Regions from separate parts of the Capsicum annuum genome. Here region 2 is linked to region 1. The links are chromatin contacts, called in public Hi-C maps. All regions are on one chromosome and are shown on one strand. The core of a region is the stretch at or near the end of the contact, and the rest is flanking DNA. Distances in the headings are between cores, read along the strand shown. Region 1 holds the start of LOC107878302 (G-type lectin S-receptor-like serine/threonine-protein kinase At2g19130). Region 2 overlaps LOC107878301 (a long non-coding RNA gene).

What was found. Hi-C and Micro-C count contacts between places; a contact is called where the count stands out from the background.
Region 2: a contact with region 1 is called in a Hi-C map of placenta, with 2.0 times the contacts expected there. The contact joins the enhancer-like site here to the promoter of LOC107878302 in region 1. A contact is called at or near these places in 2 of 5 Hi-C or Micro-C datasets (bud and placenta).

What each region holds. Positions count from the first base shown.
Region 1 is chr7:197,875,883-197,881,938 of UCD10Xv1.1, forward strand. It overlaps LOC107878302 (G-type lectin S-receptor-like serine/threonine-protein kinase At2g19130), which reads left to right and starts at 3,600. Exons shown (of 1, transcript XM_016725238.2): 1 at 3,600-6,056. The coding sequence starts at 4,095.
Region 2 is chr7:197,919,500-197,925,555 of UCD10Xv1.1, forward strand. It overlaps LOC107878301 (a long non-coding RNA gene), which reads left to right. Exons shown (of 5, transcript XR_007043064.1): 5 at 3,259-3,964. Among protein-coding and RNA genes, the nearest start is that of LOC107878301, 8.2 kb to the left of the region's middle. Within about 2 kb of position 3,707, at least 5 of the 5 cell types and tissues checked have an H3K27ac peak or open chromatin away from gene starts, as enhancers often do. A contact at or near this core is called in bud, where this site is marked.

The DNA.
Region 1 (6,056 bases), core at 2,350-4,849:
CAAGTAGAATCAAAAACCCGAAAATAGTTCACATTTGGCTTCTGACTATATAAAAGTTCAAAAGGTGATTTCTGTGTACCTGGCCAAGGAGGCAACCTATTTGTCACATGGCATCCACATTGAATAGCTTATGCCCAAAACTCTCGAGGAAGATTCTTGTCATGCAGCCATGAAAGACAAACTGAAGTAAAGCAAGCTTTCTTTCCGCAACTCCATTCTGCTGAGGAGTATCTGAACAAATCATTTGACGAAGAATTCTGTTGTCATGACAGTACTGGAAGAGGTCATCTGACATATATTCTCCTCCATTATCACTACGAAGACATTTTATCTTTTTCCCGAACTCATTTGCAACAACATTTTTGAACTTCACAAACTTGGATAATGCTTCACTCTTCTCTTTAAAAAATTTCACCCAAGTGAACCTAGAGTGATTATCCACCAACACCATAACATAGCGATGTCCGCTATAACTTGGTGTTCTTGTTGGTCCCATTAAGTTTGTGTGAACCAATTCAAACAACACATTTCTCCGATTTGATGACCTTTTGAAAGGAAGACGATGAGATTTTCCATATTGACAGCCTTGACAAATCACGTCTTCACGTATATTCTTCAAAGTTGGCATGCCATCTACCAACTTTCTAGAAGAAATCTGTTGCAACATTTGGTAGCCCACACGACCCAATCGAGCCTGCCAAATTGCGGCACTATCAGTTTGGCTTGTTTTCTTTACATAAGCTTCACCTGTTGACATAACAAATAAAGAACCTTTCCTCTCGCCAGTAAAAATAATATCAGCAGATATTTTTTTTACATTTTCAAACACCTTCACATCAATAGGACTAAACAGTACATATTTTCCAGAATCAGTAATTTGAGGAATAGAGACTAGATTTTTCTTCAAACCTGGAACATGATAAACGTCCTGCAATTTGATACTTTTGGATTTATCATCAGCAACCTCAATCGTCACAACTCCTTCTTTTGCTACTGGACATGTCGAGTGATCTGCTGTAATAATGACTCGATCTCCATGATGTTCTCGCATCTCCGAGAATAGAGAATCATCTTCAGTGATATGATGAGGGCACCCTGAATCAACGATCCACTCTTCCCTCTTATTGTTATTAGCATAATTGACAAAATCTTGTGCTGACTTTTGTTCAACAGCTTCGATGCTAAAACATTGTTCCCATTTCATTTGCTCATCTTCATCATTGGTGCACGTAATATTGGCTTTAGAAAGTTTTACTCGACAGTTTTTCTTGATGTGCCCAATTTTTCCACATCTGTAGCACTTCTTGTTATTATGTGAATTTCCACCTTTTTCCGTGGTTGTTCTTCTTCTTTATTTTTGTTCCAAGTTGATGTATTCTTCTTGTTCGACTTCTCTTTAGAAAATAAAACATCATCAGTTTCAAGATTCTTAGCCATTTGTTTAGCTAAAGCTTCTTGATTAGAAAACATGTTCTCCAATTCCTCAACAGATGGTTATTGCGGCCATCCTTGAATGGAAGTGACAAAAGGACCGTACTCCTTTTTCAAGCCACGAATAAGATAGCGTCGTAGACGCGACTCACTAATCTTCTCTTTCGGATTAATCTCTGAAATTTCAGCACAAATACTTTTAAACTCGCAAAAAGTAATCTGAGATAGACATACCTTCCTGTTGTAACATTGCCAACTCATTCTCCAATAGTTGCAGCCTTGCTGTATTTTTCTTGGTAAACAACCTTTCTAGCGTGTCCCAAACTTCTTTTTGAGAGACATTATCACGAACATGATCAATAAACTCCTTGCTGATAAAAATCCTCAAAGCAAAGAGTGCTTTTTCGCACTTGATCTTTCATTTCCTTCGCGATTCAACATTGTCAGGAGTATTGGTTGGGATTATTGAATCAGTTCCTACAATTAAATTCCACAGATCCTGACCTTGAAGGTATGCTTCCATACACATTCTCCAATACTTGTAGTTAGTACCTATAAGTTTTTCTATTCCATATTGAGTTTTTCCCCCGTTTGAGGCCTCCATTGCTACAAACGACAAAAGCTTTCTCTTCACACTTTTCAAACTTCTCCAACAGAGTAAATTGATAGACAAGAAGATAGAAAAGAAAAAAAAATTCCTCCCTTCAACCTTGCTCTGATACCAAATAACAAAAGTATTGAGCAGGAGAAGTTATAGAACAAGAACAGTAAAGGAAAATAAAACAACCGAAAGCTTTTTCTTGAATAAAAAATATGACAATTGCAATTATAAGAGAAAACAGAGCAACTTTACTCTGTATATATAGACTCCTACTACAAATATAACTTCTAAATTTAACGTTTTATTCCACCTAACTTACTCCTAAAATTACTAACTTTCGGGCCACTTTATAAGGTGAACAAACCTCACCTAGTAATTATTTTAACCTGTTAAATGCAGTAAATTAAATAAGATAGTAAGTTGCACTAATTTGTTACATAGTCAGCGCTAAGGAGGTTCATCTGAACTTCCTTCGGTGAAAAATTACATTGTTTAAATATGGTTAACATGATTGTACGTGCATATAATAGATATTGAACCCATTCGACTCTTTCATATGTTCATTTTTTCATATTTTGAATCTTTTTGGTGAAAATTCTGGCTCTGACTTTACTTGTGAAACTTATTTTTCCTTATTTCTATTCAAGAAGTCATTCTAAGCTTATTTTTCTGAAGAATAGGTTTTTCAAAACATTAAGCCAATCAAAACAAGATTGAAAATAATTTCTGTCAAACACACCCTAGGGGACTATTAGTTGTAGCTATTAGTAATCTCAATCGATATATTAGGTGCTACAATGGGCGACCGAAAAATCTTTAGCCTTCAAAGACTTTTCTTCCTCATACATAGCACGTGGGAGGACTTTCTTCCAGCTGTGTTTCCCTCATTTGTTCAGAATTACTAAAATACCCTGAATTATTCATGGTTTAGATTAAAATATAAAGAAATACTATTGTAATTTATTTGTTGCGAAACGAAATCATAAGAAAAAATTGTTCGAATGATAACTATTTTTTATTTCCAATCTTAAGATTGGTACTTCGAATCATCAAGGGAGCAAAAATAATGAGGAAGCTCCTAGAAGGGTTAATAAAAAAGAACGAGAAATGCAAGGACTTGCTGATGGTTGATAGAAGTCATACTTCATGCATCAAAAACATATTCATATTTTAATAGTTGACCCATTTTCATGTATGAAATATTTGTCCAGTTCAGCTATGTCAGAATTGAACTTTAATGTTGTGCCACAAATTTGAATATTTTCCCGGAATATAATGCTATTAGCTCGTCACGTTCCGACATCAAAATATTTCATGTCTGCCATAGACCGTACATTGAGCAAATTCTGATATTCATTCGCACTGTTTGCCTGAGTTGGTCTTATTTTTTTTTTTTTTCCTAATAATTGAATTTATTCTTAGCTGCGGATAATTTGTGTAATACTGTGATGGAGAAATCTAAATTTATGTTTCGCGAAAAAGTTATTAGTCTTGACGAATAAAACTTAAGACTAACGCAAAATGGTGACCCAAATTATTATGCATCAACGATTCTTGTTAATCTCCTGTTATCGCAAAGAAAATACGAACAGCTTGACCAAATATTTTGACTCACTAAACTAATTGGAATTAGGCAACGCAAATATGGTCAATTTTGAATATTTAACCATTATAACATTCAAAATTTGTTTGGACCATGTAAACATTGTACTATTCCTAGTAGAAAAAGAATCATTTTCTTCATTTATTAGTAAAAAATAGTTCGTTTTCCTGCTTAAACAACAACTTTCTCTTTTTTAATTGAATTATTATAACAATAATGACAATATTTTGAGTATAGTCTCATAAGTGGAATCTTATAAAAATAGGAGAAACTAGATCTTAGGCTCAACTAAAGTGAAACTTTTAGGTACTATTATTTCTCTAATTGCTTCTTTATTGTATTTTGAATTTAAGACAGAGGGATTAAGGGTGAAAAAGTCAATTTAACATTAGCCTGTTGGCTTGAAGCCAGACCAAGTAGTTCTGTTTTCCAGCAGTCATATGAAAGTTTATTTGTATCATGACCCATTCTTCAAGAAAATCCCATGAATGTCTTTGGCCTTCTTCTGAAAAGAGATATAAATCTGCTTTGTTCATCACATATCTTTGTCCTCTGCACAAGCTCTTAGCAGCTATGGCCATAAAAATCAATTCTTTTTTCCTCCTTTCTTTGTTGTACTTATGTTTTTCTCTAAAACCCCATCTCTATATTGAAGCAGCTGACACTATTTCTGCAAATCAATCCCTTTCTGGTGACCAAGCAATTATCTCTTCAGGTGGGAAGTTTAAGCTTGGTTTCTTCAAACCAGGTAATTCTTCCAACTACTACATAGGCATGTGGTATGATAAAGTGGTTGAACAAACTGCTGTTTGGGTTGCAAACAGGGAAAAACCAGTTCGTGATAAAAATTCTGCTGAGTTAAAAATCTTGGATGGTAATTTAGTACTGGTTGATGAGTCCAAAACTCCAATTTGGTCCACAAATATCAGCTCCAGTAAGTCAAATTCTGTGGTGGCAGTTCTTCGAGATGATGGTAATTTGATCTTGACTGATGTGGCTAATTCAACCCCGCCACTTTGGCAAAGTCTTAATAATCCTGGCAATACTTGGTTGCCTGGTGCTAAACTTTCTTACAATAATGTTACAAAAACAAAGCAGCTTCTTACATCATGGAAAAGTCCAAATGATCCTGCACCCGGGCTGTATTCACTTGAGTTGGACCCCAATGAGAAGCAGTATATTATAAGGTTCAATAGAACTGAGAAATATTATGATACTGGACCATGGAATGGTCGAATTTTCAGCGGGGTGCCTGAGATGAGTACAAACTATATATACAATTTTAGCTATGAGGAGAACCAGAATGAAAGCTATTTTATATACTCCCTTTATAATGATAAAATCATATCAAGATTCATTATGGATGTCTCAGGACAGATTAAGCAACTCACATGGTTGGATTCTTCAAATCAGTGGAACCTGTTTTGGTCTCAACCTAGACAACAGTGTGAAGTTTATGCTTTTTGTGGACCATTTGCTATTTGTCAGGAAAGCTTGCCTTTCTGCAATTGTTTGGATGGTTTCCAGCATAGTTCAGAGACTGATTGGAATCAAAATGATTATACTGGAGGATGTGAGAGGATAACAAAGTCGCAATGTGGCAACGTGAATGGGGAGAAAGATGAATTTTGGATGCATCCGCAGATGAAAGTACCTGATAATCCTTTAAATGTTTCTGCTGGAAGTGCTGCAGAATGTGAATCTACCTGTCTGAATAATTGCAATTGTACTGCTTATGCTTATGACAGTTCATGCTCAATTTGGGATGGCGATCTCTTGAATATGCAGCAATTCTCACAAAATGATGGCAGGGGCAGGTCGATCTATGTCAGGTTAGCTGCATCTGACATCCCAAAATCCAAGAGTAAAAAGGGAATTCCAATTGGTGTTTCTGTGGGGTCTTCTGTTGCTGTAGTTATCATTCTTGGCCTTCTTTTTGTTGTATACCGGAGAAGGCGTAGGCATAATATTGGAAGTGGGAAAACAGTGGAGGGTTCATTGGTTGCATTTGGTTACAAAGACTTGCAACATGCAACTAAAAATTTCTCAGAGAAGTTAGGAGGTGGAGGTTTTGGTTCTGTTTTCAAAGGGAAACTATCTGATTCATCTGTTATTGCTGTTAAGAGGCTCGATAGCATCAGCCAGGGAGAGAAGCAATTTCGATCAGAAGTCAGCACAATCGGGACAATCCAACATGTTAATCTTGTACGCCTTCGTGGATTTTGCTCTGAAGGTAACAAGAAACTGCTGGTTTACGATTACATGGAAAATGGATCCTTGGATTCACATCTTTTTACCGAGAAGCAGTCAGATGTTATGGATTGGAAAACGAGGTACCAGGTGGCACTGGGGACAGCTAGAGGCTTGACTTATCTCCATGAGAAGTGCAGGGACTGCATCATACATTGTGACATAAAGCCT
Region 2 (6,056 bases), core at 2,457-4,956, 44 kb after region 1:
GGAGCATATCGACTAATTTGACACCATAAATATATAAATCACACAAAAACACATAAAACAAGCAACAAACAAATCAAACAAAGTTCAAAACCAAAATAATGTCCAGTCCGAGTTATACAGTCCCAAAAATAGAAAAATACGAAAATGTAAATCCTATTCTAAACTAATCCTAGACTAAGCTCCAATGTTTTACCCGATGCCTTGGGCGTTCATCACGAACCTCCTTTGCGTACATAATACGTTAGGGCATTCCTCGGTGAATAAATATATACACATGACCTCGAGGCATTCTTCGATTAATAAATACATTTGATAAAAATGCGATATAAATAGGAAACCATTTCAAACAAGCATTCACACATTCGTTAATACAGAATCCTAAGGTTTGCCTACCCCAAAACCTATAATTTGCCTATCGATTCGATCTATCATGACATTTTCACATTCAACGACATCAATGAATCAAAACAACTAATGTTTCCTTATCAATTTTCAACTTTCGTTCCACTTATTCTAATCACATGATTAGTCAATATTAGTCACAACTATGACGATTAAAATTTCTCACACACACTTATCAAAATATATCATCAAACACGTAATCACAACATCAACCCATCATATTATGATAAAAATGAAAAAAGATAGAGTTAAAGAATTGGACCTCAATCTTATTTCAATGTGAACTATCCGATCGAAATACAACTTTGTGATTCTGGAACCTCGCACAAATCCTCGAACTCAAACTAAACCATCTGTCGACTGTTTAACACCATCAAAGGAGAATTTAGGTTTTCGAACGATTTCTAGGTGACGATTCAATTGAAAAACGGAGCTGAGTAGTTATGGTTGTGTTGCCGGAGCTTCGGCGAGCTCAAACGGTGGTGGGAGCCTGAGAATGGATCAAATTTCTGATGGCAGTGACGTTTTCCAGCGAGAATTCGTCGGAAATTCCTTCTCCGCTGTTCCTCCCCTCTTTTTCTTTCTCTCCCAATCTCTTCTCTGTTTTCTCCTCTGTCTCTCGAAATCTCTCTCACTCAATTTTCTCTTTGTTTTCTCAATTTTTCTCCTTCGATCTCTCTCTCACTGGTGTGTGTGGTGTTGTGTATATTGATGTGTGTTTTTTCTCCCCAATTCCTCTATTTTCTTTATTTGTGTGTGTCGTCTATGTGTTAGTGTGTGTGGCTGTGAGAGTGACGGTGGGGAGTGATCTCTGTGTGTGAGTGGAATTATGAATATATGTGTGAGATTGTTGCCCTTCCAGTGAGTTTTTGTGCCTCTCCCCCCTTTCTGTGATGTAATGTGTGTATATTGTGTGTGCTCCCCTGAAAAAAAATGGACCAGTTCCTCCTTAATGGTCAGGGTTGTATGTGAGTATATTCCCCTGTGGGCCCTTGCCTCTATTTGTTACTTGTGAGGTGTGTGTATTGTATATGTACGTGTATTTCACCCATAGTGTGTATATCTGTGTGTTGTGCGTATATGGTCTATTTTTTATTTCCAGTGAGTGTATGCGTATGTATTGTGAGTGGGGTGGGATTTAGGGGGTATGTGGGGTAAGAGGTATAGGGGTAGGAGTGTGGTTAGAATAAGGTGGAGGGTGTTGAAATTTGAGTGGTTAATTTGTTAGGATGAGGCGTCAAAGTTGTTAGGAATTTTGTTGAATTTGTTTTTGTGTGTAAATTATCACATGGGTGAAGGTTTATGGTAAAGTGAGGGTAAATGGGTAAAAACACACTCTCGGGAGGGATAAAATTATGTGGCTACACCTTTTATTGTTTCAAGATAAATTCAAAAACGACAATTCGAGTCTAAATCGTAGCAAAAACATAAATAAAAATAAGAACAAGCCAACGCTTTCCTGGAAAACGGAAAATGAAATGAAGGAAAGTAAGAGGTAACTTGTGAACTAACTTATTAAATGAAAACACATAATTTTTGCCAATAAAATAAAGAGCACTTAGATTCAACAGATAAAATAGATAAAACATTCAGTGGAAAAAAGAGTAACAGAGAAGATTTGAGGGGATAACTGGCTAATTTAACTAAACCACCTAATTCCTAAAATGAAGACAGAGATCTACACTATAATTTTACCTAATCGATTCTAGTAACCTACCTGATCAGAAATAAATAACTCTAAGCATACATGAGAGCCGAGCACTTGATGAAAGCAATGAAACTAGAAGAGAACATCTACCTAATAGCTAGAAGAGACGTAACAGTACACTCTGAAAGCAAGTAAGTTATTCAATATTTAACTCATGAATCAAAGAAATAGATATAAAATTAACAGTTTTAAAATATAGCTTCTCCTTCCGACTTTGAGATTTTTAGCTAAAACAAAACAACAGCTGCTATACGTTGTAACACATCTATTGCACCCGACTACAAAACAAACAGTTATTAGACCAACGCAAGCACTTAAATAATTTCAAATATTAAGGAAAAGAGAGCCCTGCCAGTAGGCACTTGAAGATGGAAGCAGACAACTGTGATGTTCTATCCCATCTCCTAACCTTGTTTTCGAAGACGAGAGGACTTTATGACCTCCTTTACTCTAATTAAATCTCAAGTCACAACATGTTCATACTCAATAATATTTTAACATCAATACTAAGTGCATGTATAGATTCTATCATTTATTCCAAACTTTGATTTGGAATTGGATGAACTAATAAAGCTAACTATACTGGAACGAGCATCTTTCACACATCAGACAATTGCCATTGCCAAAGAAGGAAAATGCAAGATCATCCCATTCTAATCTTCATCCTCTTTCGACACTCTTAGAATAGATCTATTAGAGTCAAAAATATTTTTTGTTTAAGAAGTCATTGGACTGGCGACCTTGCCATCCTCTAGTTTCTAACATAAACATTGAAGGCTAAAGAAACTCAAATGGCAGTCTCCATTTAAAACATCACGCTAAAAATAAACTCGACAAGCAAATCTTTCAACTAAGCAGTAGGATAGAAACCATGTTGATAACACTAATCTAAACGCCATTCCAAACAATGTTCAATCAACAGAACCAACCGAGTGAAAGAACCAATAACATGAGCCAAGGATTAAAGCGTAAGATATTCATCTGAAAACAATTACTTGAAACAATATTCAAACTTTAAAGAACCAAGAAGCTAAACTGATTTGCTCAAAACAGCTTTTTCACTCTCTTGAGGCTTGACTATATTTGGCTGACAATGTGCTTACATAGAGGATGAAATTGGGGGATGATTGATGTTTTCATCGATGTAGGATTTTGGGTAAAACACCATATCCCACGGCTATGAATCAATCTCAATAAATGAATGATGATGAGAGGAGTTATCATCCTTAAGTACCATCGACGAATGAAAAGAAAGTAAGTGAAAGTTCTCAGAATATTCTATAGATTCCATATTTTGATTTGATTTTTGAAATTCAAACATTGTTCTTGGGGATTAAGGCAATTGAAGCCACATATTGTACTAGCTTTAGTATGAATTCAGATAGGAATTGGAGATGAATGAATTGACGAACTTTTAGAACCTTCATCGAAGCTGCTGGGGTCGAAGTCGGGTCAAAATTATCGTGGGATGGAGCAGCTGGATTCATGTTTTGGTCGGGTAAAAATTATCGCGGCTTCATTTGTGTACGTGTATAGTTGTTGTTGCTAAACGTTGAACGTTGTTCTCGTCTGTTTGTACATTTTGTCGGTTGTTTTGTTGTTTGTTTGGAGAAGGAGAAGAGTAATAGAAGTGTGGGACGGGTCAGGATTGTGGTTGTTATGCCTGGAGTGGGTTAATAATTGGTATAAATAACATAAATACCAACCTTTTGGAAGCAATGATACTCTCTCCCATTTTTTTAATTATTTTACTCTCTCCCTATTACATATATATTGCATTCTGTATATATGTTGGGATTTTTGTAATATGTTAGGGAATTGAGATTTTTTGTAATATTAAAAATATAAATTGTGTATTTGTGTAATTTTTAGTAATAATTAAGTAAGGGGCCTGTTGTTGCTGAAATGGGCTGGATAGGTTAGGATTTTGGGTGGATTAGATTATTTTTGAAATTTTAGAGATTTGACCAATTTTATTAAAGTTTTGATCATATTGAAAATCAATTGGCTAATTGTATCGCAATTGTGGCCAATTTGATTTCAATTATGGCCAAGTCTAATAGATTGACTAAATTAAATCAAAACTCGAAATAAATCAATATCTCATTTAATCCCAAGTTTCTTGATTTAATAAAATTAAATAGATATTTTTTTCAAATAAATTATTTTGAGAATAAATGATATTTAAATCAAGATTCTAACCATTTGAATTTATTTTTCAGATAAGCCTCGATTAAAATTCGCTATTCCATAAAATATATTTTTAAGTAACAAAATTATACTATTTTGAAAATATATAATCATCACTTAAAATGGCAAAATTACCTAGATAAATGTTTTTAGAAAACTTTTATCTGAAAAAAATAAATATTGTAATTTTATTTTAAAATTGATAAAACTCGGGATTAAACTTAGTCGTGAAGGGCAAAAATTAGATGTCAACAGCTGGATAAGAGGTCAATGGTGTTAGCGGGGATGTTTTCTGTTGATGGGATCCTAGAGGTTAGCACAAAATATGGTTCTTCCTCCAGCAAACTTGTCATCTTTGGAGGAAAGACGAGTAGTCACTGGCTTGTTAGTGCCATTTCTACATTCAGATTTCCAGGGTTAGTGGTCCTAGAGAGGCTTGGTTGGTCAGTTTTATAAGGGCAATCATCCATATGTTTTGACCAAAAATCTGCAACCCCTGACTCATTCCCTCCATAATAACTTGGGATAGGTAATGAGGGTTCTAATGATGATCATGAATTTCTTTGTTCTAATGATGATCATGAATTTCTTTGTTCTAATGATGATCATGAATTTCTTTCCTTCCCATAGCATTTGGAGAGGGACCATCTGCTCCAGCAGTTCTATTTCCAACCAAGAGTTTGGTTGATGGTCTACTGATAGTGGTGTGGAGGTGAAAGTTATGGGGGTCAGGGCTTGTTTAGTGGATGAGATGTTTACTATTTTCATCCTTTCCAGTTTGTTCTGATGGAGATTGAGAGATAGAGTTAATATTGATAGCGTCAAGTTTTGGAGAGGCCTTACTACTGCTACCTTTAGGAATAGTAGGGTGTATTTTCATCCTTTCCAGTTTGTTCTGATGGAGATTGAGAGATAGAGTTAATATTGATAGCGTCAAGTTTTGGAGAAGCCTTACTACTGCTACCTTTAGGAATAGTAGGGTGTATAATGGCTTGTCTCTGCCAGTTTTATCCTCTTCTTCAATCATGGCAAGGTCCTTGACTTGACTGTAAGAATTTTTTTTGTTCTCAGAAAGATGAGTTATCATTAGGCCACTGACAAATTTGTGGAAGAGAAGGGTTCAAATTTTGAGGAAGACGACTCAGCTTTTTCTCCAACATGACTTTGATGGGAATGGGATTTTCCCATAGTCCTTGAGCTAGAAGGATTATCATTCTTATTTTTTTTCTTGGACTCTTAAGTTGAGAGTAGGAAAATTGGGTTGTAACAATTCATCCTCCATAATGGGCCTTAGAGGTGTGGTCCCTTTACTTGAGGATTTTGCCTCCAAGGTTAGTGTCCCTAAAAGACCTTTATTGTTATTGGGCCAACCCAAATCATTAGGGGTCATAAAAATTAAAGCTTTTCCCTTCTCGTCGCCTTCCGTTCTCAAAAGGGAGACTGGGTTTTTGATATGGGATTTTTGGGATTGAGAAAACTTACCTGAGCGCTCTTCTCCTGGGATGGACTTTTTCCCTCCTGTCTTTTTCCTTTTCCATTTCTTGAAGGATACCGTCTGCCACTCTTGATTGAGTGCTGGTGAGGTTGCTATCTCTTATTGTTTAGTCTTTTCTCGGTGAGCCGAATTGGATTGAGGAAGCTTGCAGTTGGTTATCGTGTACCCTAGATGACTGAATGACTTACACAAGAATCCTTTCCCCTCATACTGAATTGTTTGTTTGTGACATCTAATTACTATCGCGGTGTTTCTATTGGG